Linked DNA regions of Gossypium hirsutum: region 1 is linked to region 2. The links are chromatin contacts, called in public Hi-C maps. All regions are on one chromosome and are shown on one strand. The core of a region is the stretch at or near the end of the contact, and the rest is flanking DNA. Distances in the headings are between cores, read along the strand shown. Region 1 holds the start of LOC107899259 (protein MODIFIER OF SNC1 11). Region 2 holds the start of LOC107898500 (DNA topoisomerase 6 subunit A).

Region 1 (5,611 bases), core at 1,054-3,553, 160 kb after region 2:
CAACCTCAAGAGGGTTCCTTGTACTGCATTTTTTGGTTAATGGGTACCATCAGAGATGCAATAGACAACTGTAGGTATCTCAATTTTTAGATAGAACTTTATCTAAGCACAAACAAGTCTAAATCAATGTGCATATGTGCACACATGACACATGCCATACAAACACCATTGCATTAACCATATGACATAACGTCGTATGTAGTTATATGAGATTCAATTATTTCTAACAATTTGAAGTGACTACCAGTACCTAAATATAGTAAATACTAACCAGTTGGGCCTTGATTTCTTCTTGTAAGCTCTCCATGTCAGATTTTAGCCGGTTGACAATGCTTCTCTGGGGAGAAAAGTAAATGTAAGATAATTAAGAGATTTTTAAGAAGGATTGAGAATACAAATTAGGATAATGAAATGACAGAAAGTGCTGCAATGGAGAAGCACGATGAACTGATAAAAAACATATCATGACCATGACAGCCGGTAATGCTGCTAATCTAATATTTGGAAACAAACCTGTTGGTTATAACTATCAGTCAAAGATGAATTTTCAGCAACCAAAGATTTTGCTAATGTACGTGAGGCCTCAAGAGCTCGTTGCAGTGAAAACTTTTCCTGAGTCAAGTCTTCAATATACTGCAGAATAAGGATGAATAGATTAGAAAAGCCAAGACAATGAACAGAGAAAACATTAATAAACAAAACCGTTAACAAATAGAATGTTGTTGACATTTTAAAAAGTATTTGTAACAAACTCCCTAACAATTTAAACATCACCAGACAAAGAACACAAGAGAATAAAATGCAGATTAACATACATACAACATAGCATTTTAAAATACAGCATAAAACTGAATTCATCCTGTGCACCATCCTTTGCAACAAAAGAAAACCATTCAAAACAAAGACTTTATTGATCAGACTATTGAAGAGTCATAAAAGAAGTCACAGGAGTCTAACAACAAAAATTCCCACTGCAAGCAGCTTTAGAAGCAAAAGTTTGCAACATTGATCATAAGAACAACTCCGATTCTACAGAATAGCAAATAAACTCACCGATTCTACAGAATAGCAAGGAATCATAAGAACAACTCCGATCAAGAACTTTTGCTCCTGTCAATCCAAGAACACAGAATTTTAAAAAAAATGCAAAACCAAATAAAGAAAAAATGAAAATTTCAATTAGAAAAAAAGAGAGACACAAAAACTTACCTCAGGATTCTTGTATGGAGAAAGATGCTCGAAAATAAGAAACAATGAAAGGAAAATTGTTATGACTGAAAATTGTTAGAAATCAAAGAACGACCATCGCCTTAAGCCAAGACCCAGCGAAGAATTCATGGTAGATTTGCCTGAGAAAGAGAGGAAACAAAACAGAATATGCTGAGAAGAGAAGATGAAGAACGAAAGAAGAAAAAGGAATGAAGAACGAAAGAAGGAGAAGGAGCCTTACCTGGATGAAGGAGGAACCGGAAGAAGTCCTTGACCACACTGATTTGCAACCCAAGGGGAAGGGGAAAGGGGAGAAGAAGGGTAATCAAACATCAAAAAAGCTTGAAGAATGCAACTGAAGAATATATGGGTAAAAGAGGGAAACAAAAAGCAATTAAAGTTGCTAAATTTTTACTGGAACAAAAGGCTCCAGTCTGGAATTAAGCCTCCGGTGAGGTGAAATATATTTTCAACGCATTGAAGAATGCTTTCCAAACAGCTTTGTGTTTACTAACATTTCAGTTGTAATTTTTGTTAGCCTAAAAAAGCCAACGTACTGAGATGCAGTTGCATCCAAAGGAGGCCTTAATTGTCACATAGCGCTTTCCCATTGGCCAAGGTTGTTTAACGGAATTTTTAATGGTCATTACAATTGGACCGAAAAATAGAGAAAATTAACACTTTAGGCACCAATTTGGGACAAAAAAATTAAATATTAAAATAAAAAATAGATATACTTTAGGGGTCAAATCGTGAATTAAGCCTTAATTATGTTGTTATATATTTAAATTTCATAAGATATATAATATATATTTTAAAATTGAAAAACTAATCAACTTAGACTCCAAATTTTAAATATTAGAATTTAAGCACAACTCATATTTTAAGTAAATATAAATTTTACACAAATCCTTTTTAATACAATATTAGAGTTAACGATGATATAACATAATTCGAACCCATAACAAAAATTTTAAATCTGCTTTGGTAGACTTAATGTTTATATGCATGTATCAAAAATATTCATACCCTAGTAAAATAATATTTATATATTTAAAAATAATATATATTTATATATTTATATATTCAAACCCCCCAAAAAAAATGAAAATCTAATCTGTACAAACCGAATTTAGCTAGGCCAGCAGCTCTCATAAGGGAAAATTTCGCAACGCTTTCCCATTTATCGCAAAGGAAAAGATACGGCGAGCCTCTTCCTCGGCCCTTCTATATTCTTTCACGTAACCCTACTTACCTACCAACCAGCCAACCAATCAACTAATCCGATGGCAACCACCACCCAGAAACCCGTCGCCGCCGCAACCTCCACCCCCACCCCGACGACTCCTGCATCCGTCACTCTCGCCGCCATTTTATCTGCAGAACCAAACCCTAAGAAGATCGTGTCATCCTCCACGGATAAGTCTGATCCTCCTAACGCTGAGGGATCTCTGAAGGAGAGTGGGGGTTCGAAGACCACCGGGACTACTGTGGGCTCGGTCGTCGGGGATGAAAGCGGTCCCGTTAACGATATCCAGAAGAAGATTCGCCGAGCTGAGCGGTTCGGCGTACCTGTACAGTTGTCCGAACAAGAGAAGCGTAATTCTAGGGCCGAGAGGTGAATTCTTCAATTCCCCCCCCCCTTTTTGTTTTAGGTATTATTTATGTTTTTCCTTTCTGTTTGTACCTAGTTGACGAACATCTCTGAAGGGAAAATTTTCTTTTTCGATTTATTTCTAAAAAAGGACTATTCTGATTTTATTGTTTAAACGCGATTTTCGATTCATTGTGCGCTGAGAAGTATAGATTAACACTCTTGAATTTGTTTTTTGTTTTGATTGTTTGGAATCTCTTAGCAGCGCATAATTTTCTAATTTATTCTCTTTCTTTGATCAATCTATCCGTTTGTTCTCTAGAAATTAGTCTAACCCCTTTGTAATCTTACCTAGTTGCCTTGATAAGCATGCCTGTGTTTTTGGCTCATTATAATGTTCTGTTGGGTTTTCATTTAAATTTTTATGGTAAAGGTTTAGTAACAGTATTTGTGGATGTTGAACCCCATTCCTTGAGTTTTCTTTGTGTTTGTTGATTTGTGAACCAAACATGTCTCAGGTTTGGCACTGCCCCCAGCCCAAAGGGATCAGAAGCATCGAAGCAATCAGAGGAGGTGAAGAGGAAGGCTAGAGCTGAGAGGTTTTTTGTCCATACCACCTTTACCCAATGATGATATTACTCGGAGTTGCATTTAATCTATTTATTAATTCTTTTTGTGGGTTCTCAGGTTTGGGCTTGCTGTACCCTCTACAACTGTTGATGAGGAAGAGAAAAGGAAAGCTCGTCTTGCCCGATTTTCACCATATTCCAAACCTGACACCATTGAAGGAGAAAAAAGAAAAGCAAGGGCAATCAGGTACATTCCAATGCTAAAGAACTGCTTCTTACATTGTTAGAGATCTATAAATGCCTATAGAAATCACTATTGACAAAGGTTTATGCATGTTGAGGTTGGAATTTGATTTTTTTTCCTCTGGTCTTTCCAGGTTTTCGGATCCCCTGTCAACTTCTTTAGCACAGGTAAATCACAAGGGGACTATTGAACCAGTAAGGGTTTAATTTAGTTGTTTCTCTGGCAAAGTTGTTGGATCATAGAAAATTCAGTGTTTTAAGGTTGTATACATTTTTTTACAGGAGGCTCCTGTTGCTGGAAAGGCTGCTGGAGGACTCTAAATAAAAATTACCATAGTTAGAAGGTATCTTTGGAGATATGCATTGCTTTAATCATGTATATATCTGCATCTGTGCTCAGAAATATACTTGTTTAAATAGGTCTATATCAGTTAACTTAGAGGTTGCATTATTATTTTCTTTTCCTTTTCAGGTCTAGTGTCCTAACAGCTTGTGATTCGCTCAGCAGCTTCCTTACAATGTTTTATTTCTAACATCAAAATTTAAGATGCAATACTCCATCTCCAGATGAATTTCTAAAGAATTGGCAATGTTCTTTTGGCAGTTTGGAAGGTGTTTTACAGTGTCTATTCATTTGGTGAGGCCTATTGGAATCAACAACCACCTGGAGTGTTAACCTCTCTTAAATCCTACAAAAAGCATTAGAAATTCTGGAGTAATGGCTATAAATTTTCTACTTTCCCGGTTAGATAATTTAGTTGAGAAAGTATGGGGGTGGTTATTAGATTCATCCTAACAATTAATGAGTTTGTTTATTTGCTGTTGTAACAATTGGGCAGCATCTTATACTGTTTTAAGTTGCATAATATGATCAAGTGTGAGACAGCAGTAGTATTCAAAATTGGGTCCGACATCCATTTCCATAGTTAAAATAGCAAATGGCTTCTTAGGAATTCTTGAGCTCTGTTTCTCATTTCCTAATCTCTAGATGAAAAGGTATTTGCATCTTTTTTTCTGCTTTTCATATGTTGGACAATTGATGAACTTAGATGCCTTCAAGCAAACATGGATAACTTGTTTTCTGCATTTAGATTAAAAAGTTATTAGAAAGACTGTAGTGTGGGAGTTTATCAGGAGGCTTATCTATAGACAAATTAGATTGTTATTGTTCATTCGGTCTGTCATCTTCTTGTTTTTGTTCCTTCTAGAATAGACTTGACCCAGTTTTGTAAAAAGAAATGAAAAAGCAATTTTCAGGTATGTGCATGAGCATGCATGTTAATTCACGCGATGGTTGCAGGACTGCATGCATTTGTTTGCTCTGTGATGAGACTGCTGGCTGAAATGGCATTAGTTCAACTTAGCTAGTATCTTCCCAATATAAATTGTCCATGCAATGTTGTTAGGATATTTTACAAGTGCTGTTCACAGCATGATCATTAGAGAAATGATGAAAATTGGGAATGGTTTGATAATATGAAGATTGCTTTTGTGGGTAATATTTTCAATAGACGATGAGCTTTATGGGATCCATAAGTGAAAAACTCACTGAGCTTGTTACTTGAGGATCTCAGGATCAGTGATTAGTATTTGAGATAAGTGAACACTCCCCTTTAAGGTGATTGCTAGCTTCCGTAGGTCTCACCAGGTGAATGAATTTGGGTAATCTCTACAAGGTAATTTGTGGTGGAAGTGAATGGCGTTCAATGTTCACTCGTGTAATATTTTGTTTTTATTAAAATAACTAGCTTCTTTGTGGTTGGATATGTTTGCATGGAAGGCCGGATAAACATGATTGGTTCCTTCTATATGTTGATAATATTTTAGTTAATTTTACTTCCTAGTCAAAGTTGGTGTAAAACTGTAAATGGGAATTCATCTAAATCTTGTATTGGGTTCTAAGGTATCAAAACAACTTTTTTCTTCTTCTTAGGATTATATGCTCTGTTAAATTTCATTTCATGTATATCATATTTCAAGAGTTTGTGTCGTATTT
Region 2 (5,007 bases), core at 1,737-4,236:
GATGTTACAAGTAGATGCCAACTGTGTAAATCAATATGATTTTTAGTGACAACATCATTAATATGGTGCCACACGTCACCATGTAATTGGTTGACTACAGGCGATGTCAAGTTTATGAACTAGATTGACACTACTTGCATACCTCGCTAAAAAGGTTCTTAAGGTATAATAAAGACAAATCTGCTTGATTGAATCAATAGTCATCTTAAATAGTTGTTTTTTTGCCCTAAGCCATCTTAAATATTTTAGAGAACTTGAATCTTGAAGGTAATCTTTTTCATGATTTTGTATTTTCCTGACAACTGATCTGATCTCTCATGAGAGTGTGTGTAAAACTATGGACAGGTTGAAGCTCGGATAGTTGTTCTTGCTGTTTTACGAATGATCAAAGAGAACTACGTCCAAGGTAGAAAATATTTTCACTTAAATGCTTTAACCAATGGTTACAATATGTATACCTTTTCGATCAGGCAGATTAACACTGCATATATGAATGCATCTGACATCTGAACTTTGTGATAGTTGATTCACGTAAAGCTAAATACACGATTAAGTAGTGTATTTCAAAGTCATATTTTGATGCTTCTCACTAAATTCAATTGCAGGGCATTCAGTAAGAGATGATATGTTGATAATCTTAGGAGTCAGTGAAAAGCGTGAGGAAGCAGCCAATGTAATATCTGGGGTGAAAGATGCAGCAATGAAACTTCTGCAGGATGAATTGGGGCTTGAGGTACTCTTGGTTGAACCTCAAGTTAAAAAGGATGGATGGGTAGATTTGCAGACTCCTGGTGCAAATACAGTTTTATTGGAAAAAGCTGGAAAGAACAGTTTATCATCAAAGCCCTTATCTTCTACCAGGAGACCTGTGATTTTGCAAAGGTTAAAGGTTCTGAGGAAATCTTTGAACCACTGGCTCCAAAAAAGGACAGATGTTATTAGAAGGTGAGGTGTCTATATATAAAACTCAATTTTGTGCATTGTTTTTTATATAGTAATAATTATTTAAATATAGATATAAAAGAGAATAAGAGAGTGAACTGTAGAAGTGTCAAGATGAAAGATGAGGTCAACTGTATAGTTGTACTGACCATATTTAACTCGAATGTGATGAAATAAAATGGAGGTCATTTCATTTGTACCTACTGACTACTCTATTTCTCATGTATTAGTTCCGTTGTATATTCTCTTCCTCTCCTAAGCATTTTCTATCTTGAGAAAGATAATCGAGAAACAAAACAAAGTTGTATCAAAGAGGACATTGATATTTGCTGCTGTTGTAACCTACAGTCCTAAACCTAAATGTGAATTATTTTAGGCTTTCAAATGCATATGATTTCTTTCAAATTTCCTGCATATAGAAATTGTGAAAGCTACCAACCCATACCAATCAACGAATAATTAGAAGTAAAATAACAACACATGAAATCCAACTATTACTATCTTTACGAAAAGTGAACATTGAACAAATTTCCAAGTTCTCATACATAAACCTTAAACAACAAATTCCACATTCTGAGTTCTTACCTCTCCTGCTCAAAGCCAATCCTGCTGCTGCAACTTCAATGGCAAATAAACCTCAGACAAGTATTGAAACCCAAACGAACTCAATGCCTGAATCTCCGCCTTCTGTTTAGTCTTCACCATCAAATTCAACTCCTCAACCCACCCAGGGTTCTTCTTCACAAAATCTTCCTCCAATAAATCTTTCCCAGTCTTAATATCCTGTTCTGTCATTGGCAACCTACATTGCTCTGGTATCTTATACTTATCCAAATCACTTGGCCTTATCCCCAACCACTTGATATCCGGGGTAGTCAAATTTGCACTGTCATAAGACATGTTTTTCGATCCACACCCGTACACAGACAAAATTTTCAATCCATACGGATCACTGTCAACCAATGCCAACACTGGAAGCTTCAACTCCATCTTCATTTTCTTCAAAAACAACCTTGTAGCCACATCCGGCTGCCCTTTTGCAGTCACAATTATACAAGGAAACCGATTGTAAAACCGATCTTCAGCTAATCTAATATAAGCTGCATCTTTTTCTACCAACAGAATAAACAATGCATCGCTCTGCATATCTCCGACTCGATCAATGTTAGGAGGAATTGCTTTTCCTCCCATTCCCATTTTAGTACAATCGATCATATCTCCGTTGTCACTAAAAATAAGTCTCCCAACGACCACTCCTTTTTCCGCAGCGATTACGTTGAGACTGGACCGAGTGCAGCCAAGTATACAGGAAACGTCGTCCAGAACAGCGTCGGATTGAACCTGGTCTTGGAAGAGCTTAACGTCTGTGTAGAAAAGGTCACGCTTGGTGACGTGAATATTTTTGAGACAGAGTTGATGGACTAAAGAGAGGATCTTGGCGGTTATAGTGGTTTTGCGTACAGAGGAGATGTGGGAGAAAGGGCGGACGGTGGATTTGTCTTTTAAGACGATGCGGTCAAGTTCGGGGACGTAGAGTTGGTTGGAGGAAGAACGGGAAGGGACGGTGAAGGAGAAGCCTTGGCCGGAGAGGATTTGGTGGGTGAGCTGGAGAACGAGGGCTTCGATGGTGGATTGGACGGAGGAGAGTGAGAGGTCGGACACTTCCCGGCAGGTGGCGGAGAGGGCCAGGTCGGCTAGGGTTAAGGGTTTGGAAGTGGAAGAAGAGGAAGAGGAGGTGACGGATTTGAGGATTTTGAGGATCTGGGCATCCGATTTGAGAAGGTTCTTGAAAGGCTGGGATGCTGAATCGGAGTCAGAGTCGGCACGGCGGCGCTTCTTGTCGGCCATGGAGATGGACTGTGGAGGGAAGATACCCAAGTAAAAGGCGGGAAATTGGGAAATGAGTGACGAAATAAATGCAAGGGCTAGCTAGTTGCAAGGGCTTGCCAGTCAGTTGTTTGTAAACGGAGAGAAGCGCATAAATTATGTAGTGTGGAGTAATTTCAATTTTAATATTCAACAATTTGATGCCATTAATAAAATTGAAGTAATTTATTCTTATTAATTTTGGAAGTGATTAATTAAGAACAGTTATCATAAAGTTAATGTTTTATATTAATTATACATAATTTTAATTGATATAATAATAAATTTAACTCTCACTATTTATATATTTTGTTAATTTGATCTTAGTTTTAAAAAAATCTAATAAATTTAACATTGATTTTTACACATTTATACACAAATATTGCAGGTTAAATTTATTAATGTGTAAACTTTGAGGGTTAAATTTATTATTATATGAATTAAAATTATTTAAAATAATGAAAAACATTAACCCGTAATAAATTATCCTTAGTTGCTCACTTTAAAAAATAACAGAGATTAAATTGCTCTAATTTTTTTTGAGAATGATCAATTTACTCAATATCAAAATTGAAAAAAACTAGAGAGTTGGGAGAATAAGTGTTCACGAAAGGAGGAGGTTTTACATTTGCAATGTAACTTGTGAATTAATGAAAAAGTTCCTTTTTACATGAGCTCCCATCTTGTTGCCCGACCTGCACAACATTCATGACCAAATTATTGAGAATAATTTTATATTCGAAAATCACGTCCCAATGTTTGGAATTGGATATAGAAGACATTAAGTTGCTAAGTGCTAATATTAGGTTTATAATCCCTTGTTAATCATGATTGTGATCTATTTAATTTAAACTAAACTAAACTAAAATAATAATTGATAAATGATAATAATAATTATTATTACTGAATGAGATGCTTCAATTCTTTAATATATTTTTCAAGTCACATCTTAACCATGTTGATTTATTCTTATAAATTGAGCCAAACCAACATTTGGTATATTATATTATATTATATTTAAAATTTTATTTTTTATAATAATTTTATTATTTGTTTTTATCATTTTGGTCAAATTTGTACTTAAACCATAACAAACAATATATTTAATAATGACAATAAATGTTTTATTTTCTTTTTATTGTCATTTTAATTAAAAGAAAATCTCTAATTTATCGCTCCTCCTTAATTTCAGCTTATTTTTTTGAAAAGAGAGATATGACGGGTAATTTACCAATAAAAGCCCTTTTTTTTCAAAAATTACCAAAATGGGTCCATTATTTAATTATTTATCGGAATGGTCCTTTTTTCGCGTATAGCGTCCACGTCAACTCGATGTCAGGGTACGCGTCAGGAAATCACGTCCACGTCAGAGCGAGTTGCTGACGTGGACGCGATTTCGGCCCGCGCGTGAACAGTACCCAACGGTCAAAAATTTGACCGTTGCCCCCCAACGGTCAAAAAAAAACTATAAATACCCCCACCCCTTTTTATTTTTTCACAAACAAATCCTCTCAATTTCCTTCCAAAATTCTCTCAAATCCATATTTAATTTCAATTTCCCCTCAATTTCCTTTTTTAAAATAATTTTAAAATTTTTTTATATCTTTATAAATCGTAAAAATTTGTACGATTTCATCAATGGCCGGATCATTGACTTGTCTTGATAGGCATCACATATCGGTGGAACAAATGAAAATGGTAAGTGTTAAATTTAATTTTTAAATATTATTTATGCATTTTTAGATAATTATTAATTTATTATTTGTTATAAAAGTCTGTAGATCGGGTATTGGAATGCAATATCCGGAATATGCATGCTCATCCATCACCGTTGGTAGAGAACTACCTGCGGGAAGCGGGTTCTTAGCACGTGGCGACGGTAGGCCGGGGATGCAAGTTGGACCCGAAACTGATTAGTGCGTTGATCGAGAGGTGGAGACCCGAGACGCACATATTCCATCTTCCATGTGGAGAGTGCACTATCACTCTAGAAGATGTCAGTCTGCAGTTGGGATTGCCGGTGGACAAGCACCCAGTCACCGGGTCTGCCCAATCTAGCAATTGGGAGGCGGTGTGCTACGAGCTTTTGGGCGCTATTCCGGAGAAAATGGAGGGAGGTAAGGTCGAGATGGGCTGGTTACGTGACACATTCCCTGATCCGGATGAAGATTCAACCGAAATTGAAAGAATCTGATATGC

What was found. A called contact is a pair of places that touch in the nucleus more often than the background predicts.
Region 1: a contact with region 2 is called in a Hi-C map of leaf, with 5 times the contacts expected there. The contact joins the promoter of LOC107899259 here to the promoter of LOC107898500 in region 2. A contact is called at or near these places in 10 of 34 Hi-C or Micro-C datasets (callus, hypocotyl and leaf).

The regions. Positions count from the first base shown.
Region 1 is chrD04:43,492,885-43,498,495 of Gossypium_hirsutum_v2.1, forward strand. It overlaps LOC107899259 (protein MODIFIER OF SNC1 11), which reads left to right and starts at 2,304. Exons shown (of 6, transcript XM_016824923.2): 1 at 2,304-2,827; 2 at 3,322-3,402; 3 at 3,491-3,619; 4 at 3,750-3,810; 5 at 3,898-3,959; 6 at 4,088-5,553. The coding sequence starts at 2,496. The coding sequence ends at 3,936. It overlaps LOC107899258 (protein BLISTER), which reads right to left and starts at 1,788. Exons shown (of 7, transcript XM_041091203.1): 1 at 1,451-1,788; 2 at 1,210-1,349; 3 at 1,054-1,110; 4 at 514-633; 5 at 272-337. The coding sequence starts at 1,080.
Region 2 is chrD04:43,331,761-43,336,767 of Gossypium_hirsutum_v2.1, forward strand. It overlaps LOC107898500 (DNA topoisomerase 6 subunit A), which reads right to left and starts at 2,987. Exons shown (of 1, transcript XM_016823967.2): 1 at 1,426-2,987. The coding sequence starts at 2,790. The coding sequence ends at 1,537. It overlaps LOC107897996 (pentatricopeptide repeat-containing protein At5g02830, chloroplastic), which reads left to right. Exons shown (of 12, transcript XM_041091197.1): 11 at 346-406; 12 at 606-1,141. The coding sequence ends at 949.